2 separate regions of the Rattus norvegicus genome follow, and region 1 is linked to region 2. A link is a contact called in public Hi-C data. All regions are on one chromosome and are shown on one strand. Each heading gives the region's core, a stretch centred on a gene start, on an enhancer-like site or on the middle of the called end of the contact. The rest is flanking DNA. Distances are from core to core; before and after follow the strand shown. Region 1 overlaps Heatr3 (HEAT repeat containing 3). Region 2 holds the start of Brd7 (bromodomain containing 7).

What was found. A called contact is a pair of places that touch in the nucleus more often than the background predicts.
Region 1: a contact with region 2 is called in a Hi-C map of kidney, with 3 times the contacts expected there. The contact joins the enhancer-like site here to the promoter of Brd7 in region 2. A contact is called at or near these places in 4 of 12 Hi-C or Micro-C datasets (the A7r5 cell line, Schwann cells, frontal cortex and 1 more).

What each region holds. Positions count from the first base shown.
Region 1 is chr19:35,084,318-35,090,289 of GRCr8, forward strand. Heatr3 (HEAT repeat containing 3) reads right to left here. Exons shown (of 15, transcript XM_341654.10): 7 at 4,514-4,797. Among named protein-coding and RNA genes, the nearest start is that of Heatr3, 16 kb to the right of the region's middle. Within about 2 kb of position 3,729, at least 32 of the 93 cell types and tissues checked have an H3K27ac peak or open chromatin away from gene starts, as enhancers often do. A contact at or near this core is called in the A7r5 cell line and Schwann cells, where this site is marked.
Region 2 is chr19:34,877,625-34,883,650 of GRCr8, forward strand. Brd7 (bromodomain containing 7) reads left to right here and starts at 4,680. Exons shown (of 17, transcript NM_001401243.1): 1 at 4,680-4,938; 2 at 5,130-5,338. The coding sequence starts at 4,890. It overlaps LOC120098503 (a long non-coding RNA gene), which reads right to left and starts at 5,850. Exons shown (of 5, transcript XR_010060124.1): 1 at 5,445-5,850; 2 at 1,402-1,483.

The sequences.
Region 1 (5,972 bases), core at 2,479-4,978, 210 kb after region 2:
ACCTTTAACCCCAGCACTAGGGAAGGAGAAGGATGCACCTCTGGGAGCCTGAGGCCAGCCTCGTCTACACAGCAAGTTCCAGGTCAGCCAGAACTACAGAGTGACACTGTTTCAAACAAACAAAAAATAAAATCCCACCAACAAATTCCTTGTCTAGGAATTACACTTCAACTTTTGGCCTATTTTTTTTTTTTTTAATAAAAATGAAGGATGACTGATGGAAGGCACAGAGTATTCTAAGGGTAATCGGTCCCTGGAATATATAGTCCATTTCCTACTAACACTATGTATAAAAACATTCTCTTCAGGTTCGTGAGTGTGCTGTTCAGCTACACTGAGAAGAGACTGTCACTAAGTAGTTTGATATGGATTCTCTCTACCCAAAATACACACATATCCATGTTAGAGAAAACTCCGATTACCTTCTCTTACGAAACTGCTGTTCAGAGCATTCCTCTTCTACTTCCTGCTATCAAACTGACAGAACCAGTCCAGAGATTTGTGTCTAAGTCATTAGGAGCAGGGGCGGGGGGAGGGGTGCAGCTGAGGAGGGACAGATGGAAGGAATAAAACAGGAGACTGGATAAACCATTATCCTGGAAGCTAAGGAGGAACATTCTTATTTCGGCATATGTTAAATTTTGCTCTTTTCTCTACATATCTGAGTCATGCCTTAAGTTTCCTTTTTTTTTTTTTTTTTCGGAGCTGGGGACTGAACCCAGGCCTTGCGCTTGCTAGGCAAGCGCTCTACCACTGAGCTAAATCCCCAACCCCGGTGGTGTACACCTTTAAGCCCAGTACTTGGGAGGCAGATGCAGGTGGATCATGGCCAGCCTGGTTTACACAGAGTTCCAGGACAGCCAAGGCTATCCAAGAAATCCTGTCTCAAAAACCAAAACAAAACAAAAAGTTTTTTTTTTTTTTTGCCTTAGGAAAACACTGTATTTCATGAGCTCAAGGTTTTATTTCTCTCCTTCCCTTCTCTTTCACTGTGTGTTTTAAACAATTAGCATTCATTCTACCATGGACAATACCCTCAGCCCTCTGCGTGCATGTCTATGTAAGCAGTGTAGGCACCTGAGTGTACACGTGTGCACACACACGGGGTAAAGCAGTCTTCCTCTATCCCAGCCTGCCTCCTTGCCTTGAGGCAGGTTACAGGAGTGGAGAGAGTCCTGAGTGAACATGCATTGTTGACACAGTCACTGCTATGTCAAGGAGCTCAGAACCTCAGACCATGGAGAAACCAAAAGCCTCCTTCTGACCAATGTGTGGGCACCGCTAGTGTCTGTGGAAAATGTCCACCATAGCTTTCTGGCCCAGGATATTTATGACCTGAAGACGTCTCTGTTACAGAGACTGCTCCTACCAAGATTAGCTAAACCCGTGTCCTTGTCTATCTGGATGTAGTAGCCCTACCTCTTTGTTCAGCTGTATGCAATAACCCCATCTCTCTGTCCAACTCTGTATAAGAAACATGAGATTCTGGGGTCTCACAGTCTCTGCAGCTGAGAGCCTAGATCACTGGATGCCAGCTTCATTCCTTCACTATTCTAATGAGGTCTCTCTGTGTCTGTCTCTGTCTCTCGGTCTCTCTCTCTCTCTCTCTCTCTCTCTCTCTCTCACACACACACACACACACACACACACACACACACACACACACACACACACGCCTACTGTTCTGGCTAGCATGGTTGGCCATTGAGCTCTGAGGATCCACCCGTCTACAGCTGCTAATGCTGGAGTTCCAAGCAAATGCAGCCATATCTGGCTTTTTTTTTCCTGGAACACTCTTACTCAATGAGCCATCTCCCAGCCTACAGTACCTCTGTTTTAAATTCTTAAGGAAATACATCTGGCTAATATATTCATATTCAGATCTGTATTCCCAGGAGGGCAGTAAACGTTAGAACTAATCCCTAATTATTTTTTAAGCAATGACATTTCTATCTCGATCTGGTCAGAGTGGGTGTTTCTCCTCTCCTTACTCCTTTTAGGAGCTTCCTGGAAGCAAGACTGCAGACAAGAAGAGTCGCACATGAACACCAGTATCTGACTCCTAGCAAGAACTTCAGATTCTTCAGAGTTCCCTAATAGGTTAATAGGAATTCCCATGTCCGAAGGTAAATGCTGTAATCCAGAACTCCAGACGTAAAGAAAAAGTTTGAGGCCAACCTGGGCTACCCAGGTAGACTGTTTCAAAACCACCTCAACGTCTGAGTGCAGATGGGGTAGAAAAGCAGTATACCTGAATCCTTTAGGACAAGGAAGAATATGAGAGCTCCGCTAAAAGCACCAACATTCCTACCTTCTATACGTGGATATAAAACCAGGCACAGCCCAGGTCAGGCACATCTAGACACCATGTACTCCCGAGAAACACTACTCACAGATACCTCCCTTTAGACACTGTTGCTGGTTTTCAATAATGCTGAGCAAGAGACGTGAGAGGACTGTATGTCCCTCTATATGTCCTGTGATCACAGGGGAGCTGCTGTGGTTCTTATTATGGCATTGTTTGGTCTACAGGAAACTTATAAAAAGCTTGATTCCCACAGAGCACTAAGATTAAATGAGTCATGCAGGCTGAAAAGAAGGCTTAGTGGTTCAATGGTCCTGATGCTAAGCCTAATCTGAGTTCAATCTCCAGGTCCCCCGTGGAAGCAAAAGGACTAATGCCTGCAAGATGCCCTTTGACCTCCACACATGTTCTATGCATAAGCTCCTCTCTCCCAACAAAAATGAAAATCTAATAATTAAAAAAACAAAACAAAACAAAACATAAAACTGTGCTTTGTGGGTTGGAGAGATGGCTCAGTAGTTAAGAGCACTGGCTGCTCTTCCAGAGGTCCTGAGTTCAGTTCCCATCACCCACATGGTGACTCATAACCATTTGTAATGGGATCTGATGCCCTCTTCTGGTGTGTCTAAGGATAGCTACAGTGTATTCACATACAAAAATAAATAAAAATCTTTTTTTTTTTTTTTTTTTTTCGGAGCTGGGGACCGAACCCAGGGCCTTGCACTTGCTAGGCAAGCGCTCTACCACTGAGCTAAAGCCCCAATCCCATAAATAAAAATCTTTAAAAAAACAAAAACTATGCTTTCTAAGTCTTCAAGAATGTAAGAGTTAGGGATGGGGATAAACACTCATAACCCTACTTACTAGGGCAGCTGCAATCAAACAAAATCTACAAGAAAATATATTTACTCTGAGCTATAATCTATTTAAAGAATTCTCAGTAATATAAACTAATCAGAAATGTAAGATGCTGACACAAGACAATTAATTCCAATCAACCTCATGTGAGTCAGGACAAGCCAGCGCTGGTACTGTCCCATGAGAGAATGTGAATTGTATTCTCCTAGCTGAGGTGTGTCACTTTCCTCTGTAGGCTCCTGCTCTTCCTGCCTTCACACTACCTCATCCAGCCGACTGACTCTCTAAACGTTACCCTGTCTCCACAGCTCTCTCTTACTTCACCACTTCAGACAGCTCACTTGGCCCTGTGCCATCTCCAACAGCCTCTCCTCCTCTGCTCTCCCATCTGGAGTTAATCATATGCACCAGGCTTACCGAATTACTCGGGAATTTGATAACAAGTCTACCACCATACTTAGCATCGGGCTAACGTAACCACAGGCTTACGAGTTTGTCTTCCTAAAGGGGATTTCCCCAGTGCAGAAGCTCGGCTGAAGAGTCTCGCCTGTAACTAGCACAGCACTGAGTACACATAAGCAGCACGGGAGGCACGCATCTTCCCAACGGGGTCTGGCCTGTCTTCCTAGATACTCTTGCCTCCAGGCCAAAAACATTCTCCCAAAGCTCGGGTCTACCTACGCTTTCGGCTGAAGTAACTAGCAGCTGCGCACCCTTGCGGCATATCACAGCAGCACGAGCACACCCACTCCCCAACCTCTTCTGCTCAGCAGCAGTGGGGACGGAAGGCTCGCTCTGCTGCTCTGCTAAAGACAGGCATTAAAATAAAAGAGGTAAGAACTCAGTCAAAAAGTAAGAAGAGTAAGATCAGTGTGAAGACTGCCTGGAGGAGACAGGTAACTGAGCTGGGAGTCAGGAAGACAGGTTGCTATTGCTAAAGTGTTCTGAAAGCCCCCACACAGGAAGGTTCCGTTTTAGATAAGAGATATTGTTTCTTGTTTCTTCTACATGGGTACATTTCTCATGTTACAATGAGAATCAACAGGAAATACAACTCTTACTGAAAAATTGCCTAATTTTTTTTTTTTGGTAATGCTATGGAAACCTATAGAAGCAAACTGACATATTAATTCATGTTGAAGGGCTGGAGAGACGGCTCAGCAGTTAAGAGCACTGACTGTTCTTTCAGAGGTCCACGTTCAATTCCCAGCACCCACATGGCAGCTCACAACTGTATGTAATTCCAAGATCTGACATTCTTACACAGGCAAAACAAGCAGGCAAAACACCAATGCACATAAAATAAAAAATAAAATGTATTAATTCATATCGAACATCAATCTGACTTACTGGAAGTAAATCGGAAATAAACGTTTTCCTTCTGAGTTTTCTTTTATGAGGAATTTCTTCCATTTCATCATCTTGAAATTCCATTTCACCATCGCCGTTGGCATTGGCTAGTATGTCCTCGCTCTCTGCGGCATCCTTTAGTCGCTGGGTTTCAGCCTCCTTCATCTGAATGACTGTGTCGCCAGCATTCACCCCCAGAACTTCAGACAACGTGTTTAGGATGGCATTTATGATTTCTGCCTGGCTCTTAGACGGAATAATGTCCTTTAGGTTCCAGATTGTGCCTGGGAAAAAACAAGCACGAAGAAAAGGAACTGCCTATGGAATCTTTATTAAAAATAGGCTCTAACACTGACCGGGTGATACACAGACTGACTCGGTATAATAAGAGGAAATGCTAAATAGTGAAAATAGGTGAAATGTAACTAATTAAACAACATGTAACAGTGAGGGAAGAGCAGTTTCCACTGGGCTGAGTCTTTAGGCTCTAGTGTAACTTCAAAATATCCAGCCCAACTGCCTTTGCTCATCCCGGCTTGGCACACACTTTTCTCTGGTGCAGAACTTGCACACCCTGAGACACTGATCAAGGTTCTCTGAAAGTGTGGGAAGTGCCTTGTGTTCTTCCATTTTCCCCTCAGCTGTTCTTCTCGGCAGCTTTACGTTACAAGTGTACTGGGATGTTTTAATCCTCCAAAACCAAACAGAAGACAGACGGCAAGTTCTCGTTTCTTTCTAACAAAGTAAGATAGTGCTTCCAGGAAGAAACCGGATAATTTTTTACAGTGAATGGCAAGGTCTGGGATGCAGCTCAGCTGGAAGAATGCTTGCCTGGTACGCACGAAGCCCTGGGTTCAACCCCAGGACTGTAAATCAGGGGTGGTGCTGCACCAGTAAGAACACCTCAGGAGGCGGAGGCAGGAGGATCAGAAGTTCCAGGTCAATTTCAGCTACAACACAAGTTATAACCAGGCCATATGAGACCTCATCACCAAAAAAAGTAATAAAATGAAAACGCCACTTAGGCATAACTAAAACCATTGGGAGTAGAGGGTAGAAGACATTAGTCATGATCACTGTGACATAATTAACAAAAAGATTAACCCGGGTGCCCATCTGAGGCTCAACAGACAAACGAAGAATGGCTTCCAAGACAGGCAGCACTACAGAAGGACCCTGTCTCAAAAAACGAAAACCAACCAACCAAAGCCCAAAGAGCAGTAAACACACACACACGCACGCACGCACACACGCACAGGAATACTACTCAGCTTTGGAAAAGAAGAAAACAGCAGAGTGCTGGGTTTGCTCCCCAACATATCATGAACTGGGTATGGTGACACACACTCATATTCCTCGCACTCAAGGAGTAGGGGCTTGCTGTCATCAGACTAGAAGTAAGTTTGAGGCCAAACTGGGCTACAGAAGGCCCTGTTTCAAAGAATAAAAAGAATCAGTA
Region 2 (6,026 bases), core at 3,430-5,929:
CACACCTTCTGCTCCTCATAATACTTTCCATGGCTGTTTAGCAAGTGTACACCGGCATATGCGTTCTCTTCCTGATCTCAATGGAGGCCAACTCTATTGCAAACATGTGGAACCCCAGGTGGATCTGTCTGCCAAGAGCCATGTGGCATACAGATTAGAAAGTAGAACGTGAGGGGAAGGTGGACATGATTAAGTCTCAGGCAAGCAAGCTATGTGACCTAGGATAAGCCACCTGACTTACCGACTCAGTGTCTCCACCAATTATTTAGAGATGACATATTCCTCCTGCCAAGTCAGAATAAGAGTGAAAGGCAGTCTTGTGTGCAACGATTCAGTGCATTCATGTCCCTTTAGTTTGTTTTGCAGACCCAGAGCAAGCATGGAGTGTCCCCATTGGGCATATTACTTAGTTGCCTACTACATAGCAAGTTATCCCAAACGTAGTAGCTTAAGTAAATATTAGTTTCTTTGAGTCGGGAGTCTAGACGCAGCTAGGCTGGGCTCTCTGCCCAAGACTATGATTGGGATATTGGCCAGGGCTTAGGTCTTATCTGAATGTCGCAAGCAGAAAACTTCAATTTGACGCACAAATGGTATGTGCCAGGCGCAGGGTTTGAGCTAGGAATTCTAAAGTGGATGTCTTGGGGTTCTTGTAGAAAAGTTTTGTGAGCCGTGACTTCTGCCCCGTGCACTTAGCTTCCTCTCTAGCTGTGGAGGGTCATTCTGAAAGGCAGAAGCTACTCACCCTGAAGTACAAATGAAGCAAGCAGGTCCTCTTCCTCCTCCATCACGGGACGTACAGGAGTCAGGGAGGAGGAGAGGGAGAGAGACCTTTAAGAAGCACTGGGAGAGTGGCAGTTGATTTGCTGTATATGTTCCAAGAGAACAGAGTTAGCCCTGCCCTTAGAGAGCACACAGGGCTAGGCACAGGCAGGAAAGCCAAGTCCAGCCCGGAGCCAGGAGGCATGCCACAGGTGACTGGCTCAGAGACTCGTCTTCAAACACCCAACAACTGAGAAGCTGACCTGAGTACTCATTAGAACAGTGGTTCTCAACCTGTGGGTCTCCATCCTTTTGGGGTCGAATGACCTTTTCACAGGGGTCACCCAAGAACATCAAAAACACAGATATCTATTTACATTACAACTTCATAACAGTAGCAAAATTACAGTTATGAGATAGCAATGGAAATAATTTATGGTTGGGGGTCACCATAACATGGGGAGCCAGATTAAAGGATCACAGCATTGGGAATGACTGCTTTAGAGGATCCTGGGGTCGGGGTGGGGGAGTTGATTTCACTCCAGCGGAGTTCCTTTGCCCGCACAACCGCCAGTTTTCCAACCCGAGTCTCCAACCTCACCAAGGTAACAGACGTGGTTTGTGGGAAACTGCAGCTACCTTCACCAGAGGAGCTTCACCTTCCCTGTCCCAGTCCTTTTGGCCACCAGGTTGGACTTGGTACCCAGGCTGGATCCATCGCCTACAAAACAAATGTCTCAAGTTTGTCAACCAGCATTCTTCCCTGAGTTTTTTTTTCTAGGTGAAGCTGAGATCTTTTCCCCAGCTGTCAGGATACATAAAGATCCCAGCAACAGCTGGTGGTCATGTTTCCAACTATATGGGGTAGGACTGGACAGAAGCTTGAGAGGGTATTGGGGAGACCAACAGCACCTTTGAGACAAGTAAACTGATAAATCCCCTTTTTTACTGACTTGAAATAATTCACATTGGGTCTTTCTTTCTCTTTCTTCTTGTTTCTCCTATTCCACCTCTTCTTCCTCCTCCTCCTCCTCCTCCTCTACCATCTTCTTCCTCTTCCTCTTCTTCCTCCTCTTCCCCCTCCTCCTCCTCTTCCTCTTCCTCTTCCTCATCTTCCTCCTTCTCCTGGTTTTTTGAGACAGGGCAATAGCCCTGATTATCCTGGAACTCTTTGTAAGCCAGACTGGCCTCAAATTCACAAAGATCCACCTGCCTCTGCCTCTCTCTCTGCCTCTCTCTCTGCCACTCTGCTTCTCTGCCTCTCTCTCTGCCACTCTGCCTCCCTGCCTCTCTGCCTCCCTGCCTCTCTGCCTCCCTGCCTCTCTGCCTCCCTGCCTCTCTGCCACTCTGCCTCTCTGCCTCTCTGCCTCTCTGCCTCTATGCCCCTCTGCCCCTCTGCTTCTCTGCCTATTGCCTCTGCAGTACTGGGATTAAAGGTGTGAGCCTCAAGTCCAGCTCAAATTGGGTTTTCTATCACTTGCAAACGGCAGGGTCCTAAAATATCAGCCTTTCATCTCAACACTGGAATTCAAGATTAAGCTACAGGGCTGGGGTAGCTCGGCTATAGGCCATTTACCTAAAAATGCATTACCTAAAAGTAGCAGTGAAGGGACTCTGGCCAGCTCATGTGTGGCAAGCATGGCTCTAACAGGCCTTGTCCTTCTGCCCATTCTCTCTGCCTTGCTAAATATTTAAAACTAGCCACCAAAGTCTATTCCCTTGTTTGGCTAATTCCTCCTCCTGAAGTTACCCTCCGGGGTCCAGCTATCAAAAGCCCACTTTGGCTAACCTAATTAACATGCCCAGTCAAAATTAAACGCCTCATCCTGGCACTCAGTTTTCTCCTTTTACCTGTGAACCCTGTCTGTCTCCTTTGTATCCAGAGACAGTCCTGGGACAAATACCCATCTCCCTTCTCCCTTGTCCTCTTCCCCTTCTCCTATATCCTCCATCTCCTGCCTTTGTGTCTTACTCCCTGGCCTTTGTGTCTCTGAAGCAACTAAACTTCTTTTGTGCTGAGAACCTGGTCTTGGAGTGTCTTGAGCTGACTTTGAGGTTTCCTACAGAGGTTTACTTCCCTAGCGTACCACACATGGAAATAAATATACAAATCTTGCTGGGAAAAATCATCCAAGAGTCCAACTTGGTGTTGGTTTTTGTTGTTGTTGTTTCAATTTATGTGTGTGAGATTGTATCTAGGTGCACTGAGTGAATGCAGGTGCCCAAGGAGTCAGGACAAAGCAGGAGACATCGCCCTGAAACTGGAGTTACAGGTTCTGTGAGCTGGTGGATGTGTGTATGTACTGGGAACTGAACTCGGGCCTTCTGGAAAAACAGCAAGTGCTCTAACTCCTGCGTCTTCTCTCCACTCCCAAGTCCACTTCTGAGTACAGTAGAAATGATCGCTATCAGATTCTTTCTTCGGGACAAAAAGAAATCGTAAGTTTATTTTACAAAACATATAGGGCACTATAAAGGGCATATAGAACCCTTTGTACTGTGTGTAGTAACTAATGAAAAGGATTGAGACTCCAGTTCAGGCCTGGATTGAATACTGATTCTACATCTGACCCCTACCTTACTTCCTTCTGTGGGCATCCATTTCCTCCATTATAAAATGGAAATATAAATATTACCTGCTTTTTCTATTTTGTAAAATCGTCACACACACACACACACACACACACACACACACACACACCACACATACCACACACACACACACACCACACACACACAAACACACACACACACCACACACACACACACACACACACACACACAAACACACACACACACCACACACACACACACTGACAGGGCTTTGTTTCCTGTGTTTCCCAGACACCTCTGGACATGTGACATTGAGCACTATTTTTAGATAGCATGTCACTATGTAGCCCTGGCTAGTCTGGGATTCAGTCCTCCTGCCTTAGAGTTGCTGGGATGCGCCAGCACACACGCCCACGCGTGCACCACCACACCCACACCCAGCACAAGCAGATCTTAAACGTGGCTTATCTGTGCCAGTGGACAAAATTGTCAGTGAGCCACTGCCCAGAAGGGCTGGGCACCCAGAGATAAGAGAACAGGAAGGGCACTGACCAACCCACGAACAAGTTAGAAGCAGACAAAGCAGCAGGCAGCCTGGGCCTCCCTGGGGAGCCAATAGTTGCAACTTCATCAGCTTTTCTCAGCAAGTTGTAGCTAATTTCTAGACCCTTAGCTTTCTTTTCTTTCCAGTTATTTTAGCATATAAATTGTATTTTTAAACCACAAAGAAAAACATAAAACTAAAGGAATCCATCCCCATACCGTCCTGGTCATCTGAAATAATCAAATTAAGCAGTGCTGTGTTTCCAGCCTTTGAATCCATGCCACACCTTCACTTCCGGTCTCGCTTTCCAAGTGCACTGCTCCACACTTGATGCGTTTTATTTAGTTAACTTCTTGCAGGCTTTACCCTACCGTCAACAAACCTTTGTTTTTGTTCTTTCTGTATCTATTTGTTTGTGTAAGGGATGCAAATGGATGTAAACGTTAGAGGACAACAACTTTCAGGATTAGAGTCTCTCCATCATGTGGAACCTGGAGATCAAACGAAGATCATTAGGATTGGCAGGACCAGTATTCTTGGTTCTGCCAGATCCGGTACAGATGGAGTTCAATACTATTGTTAAAGACAAGAAACAAAAGTGAAGAAAAGTTAAAACGACTCAAGAAAGGAGGGAAGAGAGTCAGGGAAGAAAAAAAGTCAGAGAGGCGGGCCCCGCCTCCGAGCCCGCCCCCAGACACGGCCCCGCCCTCCACCACAGGCTGCAGCGCCGCCTCCGGCCGCCAGGGGCCACTACGCGCCGCAGCCTGCACCCAGACCGCTTGGTGGCCCTTCTCTCCCGCCGGTGCGCCGGCCTCTCGCCCTCCCGCCACTGCTTTCGCGCTTCTGCCGCGTCCCGCGCGTGGTCTTCTCGTGAGGGACCTCGCGCCGCCGGGCGCGTGCCGTCCCCCTGCCTCGCGGCGCGGGGTCTCGCGGGCCCCGCTCCCGCCCTCCGCTCGCCTGGCCCGGACCGGAAGCGGCGCCGCACGGCCTGGGCCTGGCGCGGGGGGCGGGCTCTGGGGCCCGGTGGGACATGGGCAAGAAGCACAAGAAGCACAAGTCGGACCGACACTTCTACGAGGGTGAGGAACCACGGGCCTGCCAGCAGAGCCGCGCCGCCCCTGCCCGCCAGGCCCCGACCCGCGGAGATCCTCCGGCGGGGCGGCGTTCGACTCGGGCCTGCCGGCCCCGGCGGGTGTTCGTGGGGCGCTGGGAGGTGGGGCGCCAGCTCTCGGTCTGCCCCGAGTCAGCCTGCGCCCTGCTCTTGTTTCAGAGTACGTGGAGAAGCCCCTGAAGCTAGTCCTCAAAGTGGGAGGGAGCGAAGTCACTGAGCTCTCCACGGGCAGCTCCGGGCACGACTCCAGCCTCTTCGAAGACAGAAGCGACCATGACAAACACAAGGACAGAAAACGGAAAAAGAGGAAGAAAGGAGAGAAGCAGGCTCCGGGGGAAGAGAAGGGGAGAAAACGGAGGAGAGTCAAGGTAAAGGTGGCTATATTGCTTATGGCCCGTGTCCAGCTCCTTATCCCTCTATCCAGTGGGACACCAAGGGACCTGGGAAGTCTGGCTTTGTGGGAGTAAGACAGACCTGAAGCCTGAATCGCCTGGGAGCTCAGCAAGTCTTGTCTTAGGTATCCTCTCGAGCACTCTCGCTGTCCCCACACATCCTGCAAGCAACTGAGTCCTGGTCTTCTGTGGCTGCCTCAAAGGCTGTTTTTATAATTGTCCTGGAAGGGTGAGAAGTTATTCACCACAAAGCGTGGGGGGTTTTGCAAACGTAGCTGTTCTTCAGAAGTGAAGGCGATCTACAGGTGTCCACATGTTCTTCTGAAATAAGCTATTTTAATGCCAAATCGAGCTGACGAGGTGTGGCGATGGCACGTGCCTGTAATCTCAGCACGCAGGAGACTGAGGCCACCCTGTGCTGCTGCTGCTGCTGCTGCTGCTGCTGCTGCTGCTGCTGCTGCTGCTTAATGCAACTGTCTCCCTAAAAAAGAGTCAAGTTTAAGACTCTTGAAAAGAGCCTAAAATAATTATAAGCCAAGAGTAAAAAATAAACAATCATTTTCATTAAATAGAAAAGAATAAGTATCTAATGTCTTGATTTACCAGGTAGGCTGAATAGTGTGAATTAACTTAGTAACTGGAGCCATCCATATCTGAAATTGTC